Regions from separate parts of the Ovis aries genome. Here regions 1 and 3 are each linked to region 2. Evidence: chromatin contacts called from public Hi-C data. All regions are on one chromosome and are shown on one strand. Each heading gives the region's core, a stretch centred on a gene start, on an enhancer-like site or on the middle of the called end of the contact. The rest is flanking DNA. Distances are from core to core; before and after follow the strand shown.

Evidence for each region. Hi-C and Micro-C count contacts between places; a contact is called where the count stands out from the background.
Region 1: a contact with region 2 is called in a Hi-C map of hypothalamus, with 2.4 times the contacts expected there. The contact joins two enhancer-like sites. A contact is called at or near these places in 8 of 16 Hi-C or Micro-C datasets (blood, hypothalamus, liver and 4 more).
Region 3: a Hi-C map of liver shows a contact between it and region 2, with 6 times the contacts expected there. The contact joins two enhancer-like sites. A contact is called at or near these places in 9 of 16 Hi-C or Micro-C datasets (blood, hypothalamus, liver and 5 more).

The regions. Positions count from the first base shown.
Region 1 is chr9:28,546,893-28,549,604 of ARS-UI_Ramb_v3.0, reverse strand. The region is part of intron 3 of MTSS1 (MTSS I-BAR domain containing 1); the gene reads right to left. Among named protein-coding and RNA genes, the nearest start is that of NDUFB9, 48 kb to the left of the region's middle. Within about 2 kb of position 1,259, at least 13 of the 54 cell types and tissues checked have an H3K27ac peak or open chromatin away from gene starts, as enhancers often do. A contact at or near this core is called in hypothalamus and liver, where this site is marked.
Region 2 is chr9:28,243,538-28,246,434 of ARS-UI_Ramb_v3.0, reverse strand. No RefSeq gene overlaps it. Among named protein-coding and RNA genes, the nearest start is that of ZNF572, 32 kb to the right of the region's middle. Within about 2 kb of position 1,389, at least 13 of the 54 cell types and tissues checked have an H3K27ac peak or open chromatin away from gene starts, as enhancers often do. A contact at or near this core is called in hypothalamus and liver, where this site is marked.
Region 3 is chr9:28,575,725-28,578,628 of ARS-UI_Ramb_v3.0, reverse strand. MTSS1 (MTSS I-BAR domain containing 1) reads right to left here. Exons shown (of 15, transcript XM_042254145.1): 10 at 2,354-2,573. Among named protein-coding and RNA genes, the nearest start is that of NDUFB9, 20 kb to the left of the region's middle. Within about 2 kb of position 1,433, at least 6 of the 54 cell types and tissues checked have an H3K27ac peak or open chromatin away from gene starts, as enhancers often do. A contact at or near this core is called in liver, where this site is marked.

The sequences.
Region 1 (2,712 bases), core at 10-2,509, 300 kb before region 2:
TAAGAGTGTAAACTAGTGCTTTTCTGGAGGACAATCTGGCAGCATTTAACAAGACGTGTCTTACAAAAACAAGCTCCCATTTTGACCCAGCAATTCTACTCTGAAAAATTTTACCCGAGGAAACAATTAAGGCTGAGAGCAAATCCTTACCTATGAGGATAGTCATGGAAATATTGTTTATCATAGTAAAAATAAGAAACAACACCTTGTTCTAGAGAGCGGGCTGAATAAAACCCTAGGAGGCAGTCACATGATGGAAAAAGCAAGCAGTCAGCCAAAGTGCTGGAGAGTGATGCTTCAGGTCCCAGGAAGAAGTCGTTTGTTAGAGCTGAGGAAGTGCTGGGCCCCAAGGTGACTGCTTTGCACATCTGAACTCATTAAGTCAGCTCACCTGGTGCCCCATCTTACAGACAAGGAAAGCACCTTTCGCAATCTGACCAAGGCCACACTGCTAGTAAAGGGGATTCCAACCCAGGCCAAACCTCCAGAGTCTGTGCGTTTATCCATTCAGCACATGGCACTTATTACAGACAAGGGGAGATGGGAAGCAGAGCTAAGAGCCCAGAACATCCTGCTAAGCTAACTTATCTACACACTCTTACGGGTATCAGGGCTTCACGGTCCAGCTCTCTTATTTCGGTTCCCGAGCCTAGAACTGCCCACAGTTGATGCCACGGGGACTAAGCTCTGGTCCTTGCTAAGCTGCTCCACACATGACTGAGAGCTGTGTCACTGATTACCCACACCTCAGTTTCCTCAAAATAGAACGCCATGGTTGGAAAAGATCACCTCGAAGCCTGGCTCCCTAACTCTTCTGGTCCTGGATTTCTGGTAGCTTCCCAGATATTTTCACAGATTGCCACTGGACACATATCATCCCCGGGAAAGCCCAAGGCTTCCCGGCAACAACTGAGCTGCGGTGTGCTAACAAGCAGCTCCACGCAGACTGCGTGCGCCGCTCCACTGTGCTCTGCAGCAGCGGGCCCCTTCCCTTTTGGGCACCAGGGACTGGTTTCATGCAAGACAATTTTTCCACAGACCAAGGGCGGGCAGGGGGGGTGGTTTGGGGATGAGTCAAGTACATGACACTTACTGCGCACTTTATTTCTAGTATTATTACATCAGCTCCACCTCAGATCACCAGGCATTAGATCTCAGAGGTTGGGGACCCCCTGCTCCGTGGCACAGGGCTTCCTGTGAGAGGAGGAAATGAAGAACCGCAGAGAAAAGTCCCAAAGAGCAGCTTCTCTGTCCAAGGGGCATGAGGGCAGGAGACAGGCAGCTAACCTCCTCTGTGGACGCCAGGACCCAACCGTCAGAATGACTGCGGATCTCTGCCACTCCGGGCCCCTAAAAATAGCTCTATCTGTGGATGTGCTTAACAATGTCTTCTGCTCTTCCTGACCCTTGCTAAAACTTAAAAACAAAAAAATCAGCAGGTCTGAAAAGCTTCAGAGGAAACTGGCTTTAGTTACAAAGCCAGAACAGACATCTGGACGAGCTCTGAGCTGACAGTGAGAATATTTATGGAATCAAATGACTGAGACGGTCTCGGCAGCTTGGGAGTGAGGACAAGATCCCACTTGTTTCTGCTTTCCCTGCACCCGGCACTAGGGCTGAACGACGGAACCAACACTGACTGTTTTGGGGGGCAAAATGGTAGCATTTTTGGCTAGGTAGAGGCAGGGTGAGGGAACGGGTTTGCCTTTTGTTGAATGCATAAATATTTGTGTAGCTTCTCTGTGCATACAAAAGAAGATTCAAAATCAATACAAGGTCTTACCAAAGGTCTATACTGATTCAAGGTCAGCCTGGAGAAACAATGGTGTATTCACTTTGTTCTTTTTTTTTTTTTTAATTGGAGTATAGTTGAGTTACAATGTTGTGTTATTTTCTGGTGCTATGTATATACATGCATATACATATATTCTTTTTCAGATTTTTTTCAATTATAGTTTTTTACAAGATAGTGAATGTAGTTCCCTGTGTGATACAGTAGGAGTTTGCTTATCTGGTTTTCTATCGCTGCTGCAATAAATCACTACACATTTAGCGGTTTAAAGCAGTACTCATTTATTATCTTACAGTTCTGGAAGCCAGAAGTCCAAAAATCAATTTCTTCAGGTTAAAATCAAGGTGTTGTGAGAGCTTGATTCCTCTAGAGGCCCTAGGGGAGAACCCTTCTCCTTGCCTCTTCCAGCCCCCACAGGCTGCCTGCACTCCTTGGCTCGGGGCACCTCCCTCCACCTTCAAGTCAGCAGTAACGCCTTCACTCTTCTCGGACCTCCACTTCCGTCCTCACATCTTCTCTGACTCCGATCTTCCTTCTTCCTCCTTAGAGCTTTGTGCTGTACTGCTGCTGCTGCTGCTAAGTCGCTTCAGTCGTGTCCGACTCTGTGCGACCCCACAGACAGCAGCCCACCAGGCTGGGCTGTACTGGACCCACCTTAATAATCCAAGATAATCTCCCCATTCCAAGATCCCTAACTGAATGATATATGCAAAGCCCCTGTTGTCACGTTCAGTAACATATTCACAGGTTCTGGGGGTGGAGGCATGGATGTCTTTTTTGGGGGGTGCATTATTCTGCCTATTAAAGATGAGTAGGAGTTGTTAATTTGGAGAATGTATGGGACACTGGGGTCCTCTGTCCAGAGTCCATTCATTCATCCTCAGATAATTAACTGAGACATGATCTCACTCCATCCACTC
Region 2 (2,897 bases), core at 140-2,639:
TGAGGGAAGTCCCCACAAGGAATTTAGAACCCAGAGGACTGCAGCTAGTTCTTCCCACCTCCCCTGAGCTCCCCATGGCCTCAGGGCAGCCACTCCCCAGGCTCTGAGGCTCCCCTCCCGTCCCCACCCCCGACCTTGAACAGCCCAAGGATATCAGTTGACCATCCACGAACTCTTCTTTACACTCAGGGACATTAACTTCACCCTAACCATGATGGCCCACACCTCCAAGACACTGAGAAATCTCCTTTCCAGGCCGCATGAATCGGTCAAACCACAGCCCCCGTAGAGCACATTCTGTCCCTGCCCTCACCCCTGGTGACAAACAGGACCTGGCGTCAGCAAACCATGAAAAGGAAGTCAGTTCTACTAGGGTTGGGGGTGAGATCACTCTGGAAAGGCTTCATGGCAGAGGTGTCCTTTAAGTTGAACCTTGGGAGATGTGTCTGCCAGACAGACTGGATGGGGAAGGGTCTTGGGGAAGGAAGAAAGCTTGAGCAAAGAGCAGCAAGATCCACCGGCACCTTTGAGTAGCTATGGGAGCCTCTGGGGTGGGTCAGAGTAGAGCACAGGTAGTGGTAAATGCAGAGGGAGGCAGAGCCTGAGTCACAGAGGACCCCCTGGCTGGTATGAAAGTGTGCACTCTGCCCGGAAGGTCAAGATTCAGGGAGTTATTTTAGGGTTCTGAACCAGAGAGTAACATTGGAGCAGGCTTTCCCTTTCAATGACATGTGACTCCAGATAAGATATTTAACCTCTTCATGCCTCAGTTTCCACATCTGTGAAATGGGGATAATGTGAGTATCTTTTTGTTATTTTTTAACTTTTGGAGTTAAAAAACAAAACCCCTGTCTGGGCCCTTCCCTGGAGCTGTCAGCATTCCTGGGGGAGACATGCTGTGAGGCCAGGGTGGAGAGTCACCAGGGACCTCACCTAACTGTCCTGGTCACTGATCCCTGGGGCAGTAACCACACCATAGAGCCTGGTGGTGAAGGGCAGCTCCGTCTCCGGCCTCAGGGCGGGCCCTCAGTGGCCAGCTGTAGCTCCATTTGCCAGGCCAGATGGAGCTGGCTCTTGTTAGGTTTCTGCCTGTTTTCTAGGCTACTGCTGTCTGAAATTGCATGGAAGAGAGCTATGAGCTCAAGTCTCAGCTCCTCCTTATTCCAGATCATATCCTGCTACGATGGAAACCTCTCAGCAATATTCCTTCTGACTGTAGTTTCCCTCTGGTGGACCTTGTCGAATGAGCCTCTAGCACTTCCTTCTACCTTGCTGGTAGTTTTCCTGCTCTCCCCTTGTCTCGATGGACATTTTGAGTCAGGTCTTTCTTTGCTGTCGGGACTGACCTGTGCATTGTAGGCTATTTAGCAGCATTTCTGCCTCTACCCAGTAGGTGGCAGGGGTACTGCCCTCTCCAGTTGTGACAACCAAACATAGCTCCTGCTATTGCCTAATGTCCCCTAGGCAGTCTCCACTGCTTGTGAGTCTTTGAGGGCGGGGTTCATATCTAGTTTGGCTTCTCATCTCTTCCAGTGCCTTGTGCAGTGCCTGGCACCTGATCAGTGTTTACTCGGTGACTGTGAGATGAACTTACTGTGTGATGATTCATGTTTGTAGATTCAGGGGACGGAGAGCTTCGAGAGATGGGGATGTAAATGTCTCCCTCTACTTGTCTTTCTTCCTCCCACCCAAGTGTGTAGCAGGCCCTGGGCTTCTCTGTCGCTGCAAAGACTTGTGCCCAAACTCTTGTTTCCAAAAGTCCGTGAGGGTGAACAGGGTTTGAGAATAAAATGATTTTCCCCTGGATTTCCTTTTTTTAAATTATTTGGCTGCAATGGGTCTTAGTTGTGGCAGGTAGGATCTTTGGTGCCTCCTGTGGGCTCTTTTCATTGGGCTTTTCACGGACTTCCTAGTTGTGGGACTCAGGTAGTTGCAGCCTGTGGGCTTAGTTGTTCCTTGGCCTGTTAGTTCCCCCATCAGAGGCAGAACCCACATCCCTGGCATGGCAAGGCAGATCCTTATGCACTGGACCACCGGGGAGGTCCCTTTCCTCTGGATTTAGAAGAGATTTCCAGAGGCTTGGACAGGAGGTAAGAGAAAAGTCTATGAGTCCCAAGGCTGTGGCTAGAAATCGTGAACCAAGAGATGTGATCCTAGGCAGGGACCCATGGGCTCGGCCATGACTTTCGGTTCCAGGTGTGGGCACAGAAGTGGCAGAGCCCATCTGGCCTGAGATAATGGACATCTGAGGGGAAGCTGGGGGTCCTGGTGACCGGTGGGACCCTCTGGAAACCTGAGCATTGTGTAAGATCTCAGATCCCTGCCATGAACTCTGGAGGACTCAGGGAACAGAAACTCTGAGAATGACTGAGGCAGTGTGAAACTGGAGATGAAATTAAGTTGATTTATTGAAAACAAAAAGATGCCACTATTTCTGACACACCGGACCCTCTGGCTTGGTTTTTGTACTAAGTGTGAAGGGACAAAATAATAATAGCTAATATTTATTGAGTGCTTAATATGTACCAGACACGGTTCTTTCAGGTTTTGGTGAATTGTCTCTTTTTAATTTTCCAGGCATTCCAGATGGTTCTAGGAGTGAAGAACCTGCCTGCCAATGCAGAAGACAGAGACGTGGGTTCGATCCCTGCGTCTGGAGGATCCCCTGGAGGAAGGCATGGCAACCCATTCCAGCATTCTTGCCTGGAGAATTCCATGGACAGAGGAGCCTGGCAGGCTACAGTGCATAGGGTCCCAAAGAGTCGGACACGACTGAAGCGACCTAGCATGCATGCATGCGTCCTCTTTTAATTTTCATAGTATTCCTATCAGTAGGTTCCACTGTAATCACCAACTGAGGGATGAGGCATTGGTGATACAGTCTAGCTGGACAACTT
Region 3 (2,904 bases), core at 184-2,683, 330 kb before region 2:
CCCGCTGCAGACGTGGTCCCATCTCTCCTGGGCACACGTGGCACAACTTGTAAAGAGCAGAGTAGAGGACAGAGGGAGAATCCTGAAAACATCCTGCCACGAGGCATTCATTTACACCCATGCACCCGAGGGATTTCCCTGCTTATGGATGTGTGCTCCCTTCCTCCCACCCAAATAAAGGTAATAATACTTCCCCTAGGAAACTATACCCTCTGCCCTGTGTGAGGTGTACAATCTCCTTAAATTTCCCCTCTGCCTTAGAAGCAGTCATAACGCCTTTTTCAAGAAAAACAGAATTCTCAATTAAATTCTGCAGCATCCCTGAGTTTACTCAAACTACCCTAGAGTTGCTTAGCCAAGCATTTATCTTAGGCACCGGCTTTCAGATTTAAGTAAATCCCAACGATCCCGCCTTCTGTTTCCCTTGACATGACTGGAGGCAGAAACCCTGCTTCATTCAGCAAAGCTGGAGCACATGGCCTCTTTTTTTAGAAAGGGGTGTCAGCGCACGATATTTTGTTAATGCATCAGTTGATTAAAAACACACAGAGAATGACACTGCACATTAGAAAAGCCTTTGAGGAGCTGCAAATCCCTGCTCCCTCTCTACCACACTCACTCGAGGCTCACGAGACACACAGGTACAGCTTAGTGCCACACAAGGCGGGACCTCTTAAAGAGTGAGTGAGCCAAAGCACCCAGCTAGGACAAGTAGAGGACTTAAAGCTGCAGCTCCCAGCTCCGAGCATTTCTGCTTAAAATTGAATCTCAACCCCAGGAAGACAGAGAGAGGCAACAGCGCCCCCAGGGACAGCTGTGAAATGCCAAAGGCGGGGCTCTAGGCTGAGCAGCTCTGGGTTCACCAATGTCAGATGCATCATGCGAGTGGCTGTCTGGCTCCCAGAACATGACAGATGCTTCCTCAACGTGGAGTGCTCCCCAGAACACTCTGCTAGGGGCACCTTATGGCCAGGGTGGTGCAGAAAGGCCGCTGGACCAGTTGCTAGAAACCCTCGTTCCAGATCCCCGACTGCAGGTCACATAACTGTGCCACTCGGGCAAACTGCTTTACATCTTAGCCTGTTTCTCCAACAAAACAGGGATAACAACACTCCAAGCGGCTGCTGGCAGGACTACATAGACAATAGGCAGGAGCTCCTAGGACGGTGCCTGGCACCCAGGAGATACTTGCTGACTCTCAGGCAAATTGGATACCTGGATGAACAAGACAAGCACGTGACCTTCTGAATCCAAAGGATCTTGGGCCAAAGGCTGTGGTTGGTCTCAAAATGTATTATATTGGGTTGACCAAAAAGTTAATGTCTTACTTTGGAAAAACCCTAATGATCTTTTTGGCAAACCCAATATGCAATGGGCTCGCAGTCACCATGCTCCCCAGCAGATGGCGCTGAGGGGACATCCTGGATGTTCACATTTCCTAGTTGCCTGTATGTTGTGCTTGCTAGTCTAGACGCCAACCCACTGACACAAAAAAGGGACACAGCGGAGCAGGTGAAGGGTGTTCGATGCCCAGCTCCTGCCTTCTGCTCTTCTGCAGCTAAAGGGCTGGGCATTTAGTGCCATCTAACCCAACTGTATTCAAAGAAACTCAACACCTCCCCTTCTCCCAGGAGGAAGATGCTCACAGAATTACCTGCATGAGCACTGAAGATACTTTCTTATTCTCATCCTCATCATAAATTGATACAAGGAAGCTGAAAGTGCCAAGGAAGGGCTCCGAGGCGTTGTTCAACAGCAGAATCTCTGTTCCCATGTGCAAATGGGATAATGACTATATCATGCCAAGCCAGCCACAGGGACACAGAGAGCAGCCAAGACTCCAAGACTTTGAGTCTGTCTACATACCTGTCTACACAAGTGTGAAAACTGTCCAAATCAATGGGGTGACAACTATCACCCACATGGTGATCATAAGCTTTGAGTCAGTGAAAGTCACTCAGTGGTGTCGAACTCTGTGAGACCCCATGGACTGTAGCCCGCCAGGCTCCTCTGTCCATGGGATTCTCCAGGCAAGAATACTGGAGTAGTTAGCCATTTCCTTCTCCAGGGGATCTTCCCCACCCAGGGATCGAATCCAGGTCTCCCGCATTGTAGGCGGATTCTTTACCATGTGAGTTACCAGGGAAGCCCAATCATAAGTTTTAACCCCCACTTATATTCTCTCCCTTTAGGGGATCAGCTCATCTAACGATGAGAAATTAAACCAGAGGTTCCCCATGGCAGATGACCAGGGTCTGTCCAAGCTCTCCAGTTCCCTCTCTGGTTCCAGCCATCAAGACTGATCCAGGGCCTCAGGTGTGGCGGCTGCTCCTGGGGCCAAGGACATTCTTACCTGGTTGGGGGCCTCGGGCGGCATGGGGGACGGCGACTTGGACTGGAAGGCGTCCTGGGAGATGAACCCTGAGTCGTGGGAGGACACACTGGACAGCCGCACGGGCGCCTGCTGGGCCAGGCTGGAGCCGCGGTAGCGGAAGTGGGAGCTGGGCGAGTGCGAGTGGGAGCCGTGGGAGCCGCTGGACCGCGAGTCGCTGCTGTTGACGCTGTTCAGGCTGCTGCGGGGGCAGCGGGACAGATGGCAAGGGTGACGGGGGAGAACGGCATCACGCAACCCGCCCCCAGCCCCGAGAAGCAGCGCACACAGTGAGACATGTTTTCAAAACACCCAATCACTAAGCGAGTAAACAAAAGGTCTTTTCTGTGTGAGCAAGGGGCGAAAAGCAGCTATGGAGCCGTGGTTCTCCGAGACGCAATGAGGCATCTTTAGGATGGAAGGCTGTGATTTTAGACTGTCAAGTGCTGCCCAGCTCTGCTGTGTCACCGACCAGCAAAGCCAGGGGACTCGATGTCTGAGGCATGAAAAAGGTTCATACCCTCTACTCACAA